2 separate regions of the Mus musculus genome follow, and region 1 is linked to region 2. The links are chromatin contacts, called in public HiChIP or PLAC-seq maps. All regions are on one chromosome and are shown on one strand. Each heading gives the region's core, a stretch centred on a gene start, on an enhancer-like site or on the middle of the called end of the contact. The rest is flanking DNA. Distances are from core to core; before and after follow the strand shown.

The links. HiChIP or PLAC-seq counts read pairs in DNA pulled down with a chosen protein or histone mark.
Region 1: a contact with region 2 is called in an H3K27ac HiChIP or PLAC-seq map of embryonic stem cells, with 5 read pairs. The contact joins two enhancer-like sites. A contact is called at or near these places in 1 of 39 promoter capture datasets (embryonic stem cells) and 4 of 115 datasets of contacts at active chromatin or transcription factors (astrocytes, embryonic forebrain and embryonic stem cells).

Annotation. Positions count from the first base shown.
Region 1 is chr6:124,475,612-124,481,598 of GRCm38.p6, reverse strand. No RefSeq gene overlaps it. Among named protein-coding and RNA genes, the nearest start is that of Clstn3, 14 kb to the right of the region's middle. Within about 2 kb of position 3,053, at least 111 of the 459 cell types and tissues checked have an H3K27ac peak or open chromatin away from gene starts, as enhancers often do. A contact at or near this core is called in embryonic stem cells, where this site is marked.
Region 2 is chr6:122,686,374-122,692,098 of GRCm38.p6, reverse strand. No RefSeq gene overlaps it. Among named protein-coding and RNA genes, the nearest start is that of Nanog, 18 kb to the left of the region's middle. Within about 2 kb of position 1,753, at least 34 of the 459 cell types and tissues checked have an H3K27ac peak or open chromatin away from gene starts, as enhancers often do. A contact at or near this core is called in embryonic stem cells, where this site is marked.

The DNA of each region.
Region 1 (5,987 bases), core at 1,804-4,303, 1.8 Mb before region 2:
TTGGGGAAACGTGTGTGTGTTCTCGCCCACCCTCAGCATGTGTGGAAGTCGGAAGACAACTTGAGGCAGTAACATCTTTCCTTCTACCATGTGGGTCCTGACATCACACGCAAGCATCAGGTTTGGCGGCGAAAGGCCTTACTCTGCTGAGCCATCGAACCAGCTCAGTCTGGCTTTACTTTCCAAGCCTTGCCCCGGGGGCCAGGACCCTCTGGGGCTCCTGGAGCCAGGACCAGGATTGAAGGGAGATCCAGGACAGCATCAGGGGCTGAGGTGGCCTGAGTCAGGCGGGCTGTGAGCCTGAGCATCTGCTCTTAATGGACATTAGGGGTGTGGGCAGGCCAGGGCTTGGGGGACAGGGTGGCTCGGATGACTTTGTTCCGAATGCTGTCTCCTATCATGGGCTTAAGTCATGGACACTCAGAGCTTCGTCCAAATCGACCCCACAAAAATCCAGCCATGAATCTTAGCGCTCCAGCCCATCCTCCCTACTGCTGTCATCGCCTACAAGCTAATCATACCCTTCCCATCTGACATCTTTTCACTGCCCGAGCCCAGTGAGCGGTTTGTCTGTCTGTCCTCCTCAGTAACTGTGTCTTCTCAGTTTCTTTCTTCAGCCTCTTTCTGCTCTGTTTGGCTGTGCTCTGCGTTACACTCTCACTACCAATCTTATGCTGTCCAAATTTCTCACACTTGTTCGAAACCCCCCCACCCCCAATCTCCACGTCCTTCAGCCCACTACTGCTGCAAAGGCAGTGGCTCCAGGCCACATTCAACAGGCTCAGACCAAGGCGCCACTACTCAGAGGCTTTGGGACTGTCTCCAATGTGCGTAACATCTCCGTGCTACTGATGTCCTCCTCCGTGGAACACAGAGCAATGATGCTCGCACTTAAGAGCTGTTGTGAGGATTAAATGAGTTAATAACCTAAATTATTTAGGAGGATGCCTGGTCCTGGGTGAACAATAAACTTCATTACGAGTTTATGGAGATAAGAGAGAAAAATGGTTAGTTTAGTCGTTCCCAATCAGAGCAGTACTACACCATAAGGATATTTGACAGTCTCTAAGGATTAAAAAAAAAAAAAAAAAAAAAGGGAGGGGAGGTGGGTAGTGGAGATACTACTGCCACCTAGTGGTAGAGGCTAGCTATGTGCTCTACATTTGTGTCTGGTAATAGTTCAGAAATCGGAGGTATTGGATAGTCGGTTCCTCTTCATTTTATATATAACCTTAGTAAATGATTGCAATTTGCTCCCTGGTTTCTTTAACTGTAAAATGGAGACAAAGAAAGGCAATTATTTTTTCTTTTGTTTTTGGTTTTGTTTTTTCGAGGCAGTTTCTCTGTGTAGCCTTGGCTGTCCTGGAACTCACTCTGTAGACCAGGCTGGCCTCGAACTCAGAAATCTGCCCGCCTCTGCCTCCCGAGTGCTGGGATTGCCACCACACCCGGCACAGAAAGGCAATTCTTTACACACACACACCCCGTCTCTCCCTGACCCCATACAGGTCTAACATATTTGTGGTGGCCCAAGCTTATTATGCAGCAGAGAATGATCAAGACTTGTGGCCCCCCTCCCTCTCAGGTGCACCACTGGGCCCAGCTGTGACAGGGCTCTTTTAAAAATAAAATAATTTTTATTTATGTGTGTGTGGTGGCACCTGGCAAATAGCGTTCATGGTCAGCCAGCCACTGTCATTATTACTTCTCTCCTTGCTTAGTCCCCTGGGAGGCCTGGCTCAGGGCGACCTTACTTCACCTGTGTTTATTAGGCACTCAAGCATATCTGAATACCTGTCCACTTGTTTGTCTTTCCCACAGGACTAGATCCTTGAGGGAAGTACTTTATCCTGTAAATTTTGACATGCTCAGGACTGACTGCAGGGCCTGGCCTATCAGCTCCAACTTAGGTCCTTATGTGGGTGTGGTCCAGAGCGGGGAAGTAGCATTGATCTCATTGAGGAAGAGAAGGTGGTAGATGGGTGGGCCTAGGATCTGAGGGTGGGAGCTGAGGCCAGTGATGCAGCCCTGCTCCCATGTGTGATTCTATAGTGTGGGTTCTAACCAGCAATACATGTCTGCCCATTGCTGGGTGCTATTATAGTTAGGGTGTAATTGTTCCCCACAGGACCATGTGTTTGAGAACATGGCCCCCCCATGATGATAGTTTGGGAAGGCTAGGAAACCTTTGGGATGTGTGATGTAGATTAGCCAGCATAAGTGGGACAGGTAAGGCTGGAGGCTTGAAGACTATATCTAATTTGTGATCTCCCTACATGTGAACAAGCCGTGCCACACACTCACACTGCCACAGATCAAGCCATTCTAGTTTTCATACCTACCTTACTATTAAAGGACTGATATCCCGGGAACCACAAGCCAAAATAAATTCTCCCTACTTCTCAGGCACTATGCCCTTCTGACCAGACACACCCATCACTCCTTGATAGGAACCTTTTGTTGGAAGGAGCAGCCCTGAGAGTGGATGAGTAGCCTGCCCAGCTGGTGCTCACGGAGGGTCTATCATTTGGTAACAGGGTCCTGGAAGATGGCAGATATGGCTCTGGTGGGTGCTATGCACCTGTTAGCTGACAGTGCAAGTCCCTGTTGCCAGGCTGAAGACACTGCTTATGGCACTGAGACCTGTGCTATAAGTCAAGTGCTTATAACATTTTCCTCACCCTCTCTGGCATCACAAGCCTTTGTTAGGGCACCACCATTTCTAATTCAGCGTTCCACCCCTTGTGGAATTTCTGACTGGTTGCCATCTGAGGTTGCATCTCTGCCCACCCTCTCTCTGAAGACTCCGATGTTCGCTGAGTCCTGCTGATGCCATAGAGCAGGAGCACACATGCATGAGGGATCGGGAGCCATCTGAAACGCTGGACGCCCCTTTTGCCACTACGGGAGGACCTGGGACCTCTAACATCACTGGGGCAGACGGAGCTTGCAGAAGGAAGGGGGAAGGGACTTTTTTCAAAAGCCTCGAGAGGGTAAAGTCTCCGTGAACTCAAAGAGAGACTGGTGTCTGCGGTTCCAGTGAGGGAGAGAGAAGGTTGCAGCCTTTGGTGGTTTCCACGTGATTACCACCCCAAGTCATCTCCACCCTTGCTGGTTTGGTAACTCCTGAGGCTGGCAATGAGCCAAATGTGATGGAATTCAAATATTAGTTATCTGTTGTGTAACCGATTGTCCCTTCCCTCAGATTAAGACGAAGGTCACGTATCATTTTACACAGTTGCTGGGGTCAGGAGCAGTTAGGCAGTCTAGCCTCAGGGTCCCTAATAGGCTTCAACTGCTCCGGGTTTGAGGCACTTGCAAGCCTGACTGGGCAGGAGGTCTGTTTCTAAGATGTGGTCCCTGTTCCTTACCACATGGCCGTCTCCATAAGACACTCCGGAGTCAGAAGTTACGCAAGACAGGAAAATAAGCAAAGTCGCCAGAGTTGCTTTTCAACCACGTTTGTTACTCTTATCACCATGGAGATAAAATACCAAGCCGGAACAACTTAGTGGAGGAAAACTTTCCTTTGGCTTTAGTTTCAGAGGGATTGGGCCTGCTATGGTGGGAAAGTGTAGAGGTGTGGTTTGACCTGTGGTGGTGGAAGCACGGGGCCGTGCCTGCTCACCCTGCAGCAGACATGGGGTGGGCAGAGAAAGCAGTGGGCGTACCACTCAAAAGCTCCCACCAGTCACACACCACCTCCTAAAGACGTTATTTATAGCAGCGGTTCTCAACCTTCCTAATGCCGTGACCCTTTAATACAGTTCCGTGTGTTGTGGTGACCCCCCAACCATAAAGTTATTTTCAATGCTACTGCATTCTACTGTAATTCTGCTACTGTAACGGAATGTAATATAAACATGTTTTCTGACAGTCTTAGGCAACCCCTGGGAAGGGGTCATTTGACCCCCACACTGAGAACCAGTGCACTACAGCCTTCAAAACAGGTCACCCGCTGGGGAGCGAGCACTGGAAATGAGAGCTGGTGGGGGAACCTTCCAGAGGGCCACAGCCTTGGCAATGACAGTTTCACTTCTTTTCTGTTTTCTCTGTCACTCTGGCCACCCCCCAGCGGATGCATTGTGGGAGGAGATGGCCTGTGAAGGGACCTTCAAGGACAACATTTCAGGGATCATTTCTAGAGTCTGAAGGCACTCGTTCTCCATAGTTACAGGATTGGACAGATCAATACCCATAGGGAAATCAAACACAGGAGGAGGTGGGGCTTAGAAAAAGATTTAAAAGACCCAAGGAGCTGATGAAGAGGCACATGGCAGAGCAGCCTAGAGAAAACTCGGGAAGAATGACCTTCTAGCCTCCTGAAGGCCAATCACAGTGTGTGTCTTCCATGAAAAGATTGTCTTTAAAAAAAAAAAAAAAAGTCTAAACTTAACCACCCACATCCGAACAGCTGTGTGTGGACCTTCATCTTGCAGTGAACATCTTCAGGAAAGGTTCCTCTATCCACTGCCTAGGTGGATGGCTTGTCAACTGGAGGGGGTTCGATTACACCCTGCACCATCCCTTTCGCCCAATGACCCCTGAGTTCCCGGGTGAAGCTGTGTGTCTCAGCCATCGAGCCGCATACTTCTCTCTTCTGCTCCCCACCCCTCTCGTTGACTTTGGTAAATTCATCTGCAGACAGCCCACCCTGTCCCACCTGTGCTGTACAGTGGCTACCCGAGAATGAGCATGGGAGCAACTTCACAGAGAGGGGGCACTGCCGTCTAGCTGCCCCTCCCCATGTGTTCTCGTGGCACCGGAGACCCAGAGGACATTTTTTTTTTTAAATTACAGTGAAGATGACGATAGTTTCCTTGCAGCTGTGTCTAGGGGATGGAACAAGCACTTTCCTGAAATAACCAGGAAAAGAGAGAGGACCCCCGATTGGGGCGGGTGGGGTGCGGGGATAGAGAGCAGACCTGCTGTGCGTGCGCAGCAACGGAACAGAAGAGGACAAAGCTCAGAGGCAGAGGGACTTACCTGGTTTTGTCCGTCCATCTCAACAGTGACCTGTCCAGAGATGCTTTTAGCTCTGGCGTGGGCTACTGGCCTAGGCCAGTGAAGACATCGTAGTTATTGTTATGAACACAAAGGAAGGGGTGGGGGCTGGCTGTCAGTGAGGCTTTAGGGCACTCTCGCACAGAGACATGTCCACACACACCACAGTGACGTGACCTAGCAAAGCTCCTGAGACTGCTGGAGTTGGGGAACTAACAGATACATGGACAAACGGAAAGCTGGGGCCGGGGAAACTGGGCTCTCTGATAGAGAAGCCTCAGTCAGCATCAGGAAGCTCACTGTGCTGTTTTACACAGGTGAGTAGGGAGATGGATGGGGTTGCAGCAGAGAAATGAGTTAAGGATGCTGAGTTAGCTCATCTCCACAGGAGTGGGCTCTGTAGGGAAGCAGTCCTCAACCTGTGGGTTGCCAACCGTTTGGGGGTTAAGTGACCCTTCCACAGGGATTGCATATCATATCTACATATTGGGTATATATATATTGCAATTCATAACAGTAGCAAAATTACAGTTATGAAGTAGCAACAAAAATAATCTTATAGTTTTTAACTGTATTAAAGGGTTGAAGCATTAAGAAGGTTGAGAACCACTGCTGTAGGTGCTCCATCTTCTGGGCAAAATCATAATATTAAAAACCAATCTGGGGCTGGCGAGATGGCTCAGCAGGTAAGATCACTGACTGCTCTTTCCAAAGGTCCTGAGTTCAAATCCCAGCAACCACATGGTGGCTCCGCCCTCTTCTGGTGCGTCTGAAGACAGCTACAGTGTACTTATTTATAATAAGAAATAAATATTTGGGTGCAAGCAGGGCCGACCGGAGCGAGCAGAGGTCCTAAATTCAATTTCCAACAACCACATGAAGGCTCACAACCATCTGTACAGCTATAGTGTAGTCACATAAAATAAATAAATAAATCTTAAAAAAACAAAAAAAAAACCAAACAATCCGGCTCAGAGGTCAAG
Region 2 (5,725 bases), core at 504-3,003:
GGGGAAATAGACTCTGTGAGCCACTTCACTGGTCTGTCACTTGTTTTCATGATAGCCATTCTGAAATGACATGTAAAATTGGTTTTAATTGCATTTCTCGGAGGGCTACAGATGTTGAACATTTAAATAAACATTTATTGGCCATTTGTATTTCTTTTGAAAACTATTGGGTCTGTTCCTTGACTAATTTACTGACTGACAGGTTTGTGTGTTTGTTTTCAACAGTCACAGCTCTCTATGTTCTAGGCAGTAACGTCATTTCTCAAGTATAGCTGGTAGCAAGGAGTTTCTCCCATTGTGTTTGCTGTTCTCTCTGTTCATTTTATGTAACCCATTTATCATTTTTTTTAAATGGAATTCTTTTTTATTATTATTTATATAAGTACACTGTTGCTGTCTTTAGACATACCAGAAGAGGGCATCAGATCTCATTACAGATGGTTGTGAGCCACCGTGTGATTGCTGGGAATTGAACTCAGGACCTCTGGAAGAGCAGTCGGTGCTCTTAACCGCTGAGCCATCTCTCCAGCCCCCATTTATCAATTTTAAAGCATATACTGTTATTTTTCTGTGTGGCTGGTTTGCCTCTATGTATACCATAATACCGGCTTCACGGGGGGCCAGAAGGTGTCACCAGATGCCCTGGAATTGGAATTATAATTAGTTATGTGCCCCATGTGCCTATAGGGAATTGAACAAAGGTCCTTTGGAAGAGCAGCCAGGGATTATTTATTTATTTTGGGTTTTGCTGGTTTTATCTTTCGTTTGCTTGTTTTGTTTTATTTTTGAGACAGGATCTCTCTACCCAGCCCCCGCTGTCTTGGAATTCATTGTGTAGAGCGGGTTGGCTGGAGCTGAGAGACCCACCTGTTTCTGATTTCTAAGTGCTGGGATTAAAGATGTGCACCACTACTCTGGCTCCTTTCTTTTCTCTCTTTCTTGTTTTCTTTTATAATTTTCATGGTTTTTCTTTCTTTCTTTTTCTTTCCTTCTTTTTTTTTCGAGACAGGGTTTCTCTGTGTAGCCCTGGCTGTCCTGGAACTCACTTTGTAGACCAGGCTGGCCTCAAACTCAAATTTACCTGCCTCTGCCTTGCAAGTGCTGGGATTAAAAGGCGTGCCCCAACATGCCAGAATTCATGGTTTTTCAAGACAGGGCTTTTCTGGCCAACCTGGAACTCTAGACCAGGATGGCCTGGAACTCAGAGTTCTGCTTGCCTCTGTTCCCCCATGCGCTGAAATTGAAGATATAAAACACCAAGCCTGCTGCCATGGCCGCTACTGTTGTTACTGCTGCTGTTTCTTCTTCTCTTTCTCCTCTTCTTTTTCTTCAATCACTATTCCAGTGTACATAGGTGTGGAGGTCAAAGGACACATAGGTGTGGAGGTCAAAGGACAATTTATGGAATTGGTAGTCTCAGATACCTTTACAGGGGTCTAGGGAATTGAACTCAGGCCAGCAAGCATATTTTTTATTTGTTTTGTTTTGTTTTTCCAAGACAGGGTTTCTCTGTATAGCCCTGACTGTCCTGTAACTCACTCTGTAGACCAGGCTGGCCTCGAACTCAGAAATCCGCTGCCTCTGCCTCCCAAGTGCTGGGATTAAAGGCGTGCACCACCACGCCCCGGCCCGGCCTTTTTTTTTTTTTAAGTTTTCATTCATGCATTTTATTTATGGTCAGCCTCTGACACATAAAACCTTGTTACAAACAAACAAAACAACATCAACAACAAAATTCCAATCCCCAACAACTCTAAACAAAGCACTCCAGGCAAAAGGTAACACCTTTCTTTTGGGAGTGTGCTTCCCACCTTGCCTACAGGGCATCTTTGACCTTAGGCAAAAATGCGTGTTTTTTCTTAATGGGTGTGGCTTCCAGGTCTGGGAGGAATATCAAGAAGGATTTACCAAACTCCAGCAAGCGTTGTTCTGGAATAGTCTAGGAGAATAAATAAGCTCATTAGTTATTCTGTAGGTATTAGGGCAGTAGTTTTTCACCCTTCCTAATGCTGTGACACATTGTGGTGATCCTCCCCCAACCATAAAATTATCCTATTCCTAATTCATAACTGTATTTTTTCTACTGTTATGAACGGTAAGGTAAATATCTGATATGCAGGATTTCAACCCACAGGCTGTACCAGACCTGATTATAGATGGTAGTGAGTCACACTATGTGGTCGCTGGGAATTATACTCAGGACCTCTGGAAGAGCAGCCAGTGCTCTTAACCTCTGAGTCATCTCTCCAGCCCTGAAGAACATAGTTTTGAAGCCGAGTGATGAAGATGGGGTGGGGGTGGGGTCATGGAAAAAAGACTCTAATACCTGTGTTAATTTTTTTGTCTGGACCCAATGATGTGGGATAGACTAAAATAAAAGATGCTGACCCTGATGACGTTGTATTTAAATACACACAGGGGCTGGGACAGAACTCAAGTTTAGGGGTTCTCGGGCTGGAGAGATGACTCAGCACTGACTGCTCTTTGGAAGGTCTTGAGTTCAAATACCAGCAACCACATGAAAGCTCACAACCGTCTGTACAGCTACAGTATACTCATATACATAAAATAAATAAATACATCTTTTAAAAAAACAGTTGAGGGGTTCCCAACAAGCATGGGTGAGGTCCTAGGTCTGATCATTAGCAATGCTATTATATTCAAAATATTTCAGGGCACCTCAGTCTTGATGCAAGCGTTTGGGCCGGTGAGATGCTCAGTGGGTAAGCATGCGTGCTGCACACAGCCTAAGGACCTGAATTTGATCCTCTGGACCCATGTGGTGGAAGGCGAGAACTGACTCCAGCCATCTCCCCACACAGGACACCACCACCTCCAACAAATGATTAGATAATCATTTTTAAAAAGAGAGAGAAAGAAGGTGTTCAAGGCAAAGGCTCATAGATGAAAAAGGGAATTCTGGCTCTTTATCTGTGGATTCAGATACACGGGAAACTGAGGCAGGAGGATCAGCTAAGCCTGGGAATTCAAGCCAGTCTAGGCAAAATGGTGTAGGTATCTGCTCTCTCCTCCTGCCATATGGGTCATGGGGGTAACGTTGGAAACTCCAGCCCTAAGGGAATATGATGCCCTCATCTGTGTTCTACAGGCAGTGCACACATGTGGTGTACTGACATACATGTAGGCAGAGTATTATATATATATAAAGTAAATGAGTAACTCTTAAAATTTTTCTATGCATTCACAGCAGTTCCAATCAAATCTTAAAGTAGGTTTTAGAAAATGTGACAGCGTGAGCCAACAAGATGGCTCATTAGGAAAAGTCAATTGCCACTAAGGCAGACAGCCTGAGTGAGTTCTACCCGCCATGACCCATACGGCATGGTGGCATGTATAAGCCTCTACGAACAATTTAAAATATTAAATTTTGTGCTGGGTAGTGATGGCATACACTGTTAATCCTAGCACTTGGGTGGTAAAGGCAGATGGATTTTTCGGAGTTTCAGCCTGGTCTACGTAGTAAGTTCCAGGAGAGACAGAGACCCAGTCTTGAAAAAGAAAACCCAAAATAACAAAATAAATAAACAAAACAAAATAATAACATTAACAACAACAACAACAATAGTTTTAGGAAAGATTTAGTGTGGTGACATATGCCTTCATTTTCAGCAGACAGATCTTTTTGTGTTTGATGCCAGCCTGGTCTATATACTGAGTTTCAGCCCAGCTAGATATACAAGGTGAGACTTTGTTTCACAAAAAACAAAAAAAAAAAAAGAAAAGCAAAAATTATACTTGTTTGAGTAATTCAGAAGATTGGACAAACCTTGACTGAGGCGCGTCAGCGACTATACCACGGGCTGGAATTTTGGGAAGGTTGAGAACAGTATCTAACTAAAAGATTAGTTACTTCAGCCATCTCGTTTGTTTGGTTTGAAAGGAGCCTGCTTCCTAAGGGTGGTCAGCCCCTTGACTGAATGACTGATTCAGTTCAACTGGTATGTCACTTTTTTTTTCTTTACGTGCTCACATGGTAGTTTTCCTATTCTAACACTGCCAAAGAGACTGGGCGTTTTGCACAGCTCCTTGTGAGCCTGTAACAGAGCTGAAGAAGACAGAAGGAAATAGCCTGAGAGCCAAGATAGAGACCTGGGAGTCTGAGATTCCTGGATGCTTAAATAAGAAGAAGTACATTTTGGTCATAAGAGGTTAAAGGGCAGTGAGTTCCGGATCTATTTAGCCTGGCTAGAGGGGCTTATCTGCGTGAGCTATGAAAATACCACCACCCAGCTGGGAAGAACTCTGTTGGCTGCCCTATCAGAGGACCCAGATTTGGTTCCTAGAGCCCACATGGCAGCGTAAAACTGTAACTCGTTCCAGAGGATCCTCTTGCCCTCCACAGACACTGCATGCATGTGATACATAGATGAGAATACAGACAAAACTCCCATACGCATAAAAAGATTTTTTTTTTTTTTACAGAAATCACAATAGAATACTCTGCTCTCTATATAAGATATTATCAAGTCTCCCTTTGGGAGCTTTACGAACTATATAGAGAATGAAGCAGAACTGGCTGTCTACAGATGCACAAGCAAGCTGCACACCGAATAAAACAGAGCCATCGCCACTCTAGTTGGTCATTTCTTTGTTTTGTTTTTTTGGTTTTTGGTTTTTCGAGACAGGGTTTCTCTGTATAGCCCTGACTGTCCTGGAACTCACGCTTTCGACCAGGCTGGCCTCGAACTCAGAAATCCGCCTGCCTCTGCCTCCCGAGTGCTGGGATTAAAGGCGTGCGCCACCACGCCCGGCTGGTCATTTCTTTATTGATTTTACCTTACATAAGAATCAACGTTTGTGCATTATGAAAACTTCCCACCCACACAAAGGTAAAAACTGAGGTTTCTTTGTACCCTTAGATCCAGTTGTTTTTTTTTGTTTTTTTTTTAAAGTATAGCTTCCATTTTATTTTTCCAAGGTGTTTTTCCTTCCGCTTTTATGAAGCCACCTCTTTACATGGCCTTTGGTAGAGGTTGTGGTTCAGCGCTAGCAGTTCTAAATCCTGGTGGGGGTGTTCCATCCTTCCGGGCTTCACGAGACCGATTCCTGACGACCTTGCTATGAATGGCACAGCTCACCAGTAAAGCAGCCTGACATGGAACTTGGGAAGCACGTGAGCCTTGAAGATGCTTGCTTCAGATGTGTCCCTGACAGCAGAGGCTTCTACGATGTTCCGAATGACGAGCTTCTCAAAGGCCTTATCCTTGGGTGTGGCACCGGGCTCAGTTCAAGCAGTGAATTGGCCGCTCCTGCTCCCGCTCCCGCTCCTCCTGTCCTGGTTTGGTTTGGTTTGGTTTGGTTTGGTTTGGTTTGGTTTGGTTTGGTTTTATGTATGTATGTATGTATGTATGTATGTATGTATGTATGTATGTATGTATTTGTTTTGTAGTTCTTGGGACTAGAACTGAGGGCCTCATAGATTATGCTAGGCTAGGCGAGTATTCTGTCGTCCCCAGCCCTGACCTGTTGCTGTTAAGCATCTAAGTTTGTTTCTTCCTGATCAGGAACATAAGGAGGAGCTGACAGTTTTTACGATCAATGACTTGAGATCAAGAAGTTTCAAGAAAGGTGTTAGCATCTACAGCCTCCCTGCTAAGTCTCTGTTCCTGGCTGCTGCTGGTAGTCTTATAGTCTTAAAAATGTCGTATTTAAAGTAGTTTATGGCAATTTGGAGTTATTATGTCAGAAATGTCATTGGGAAAAA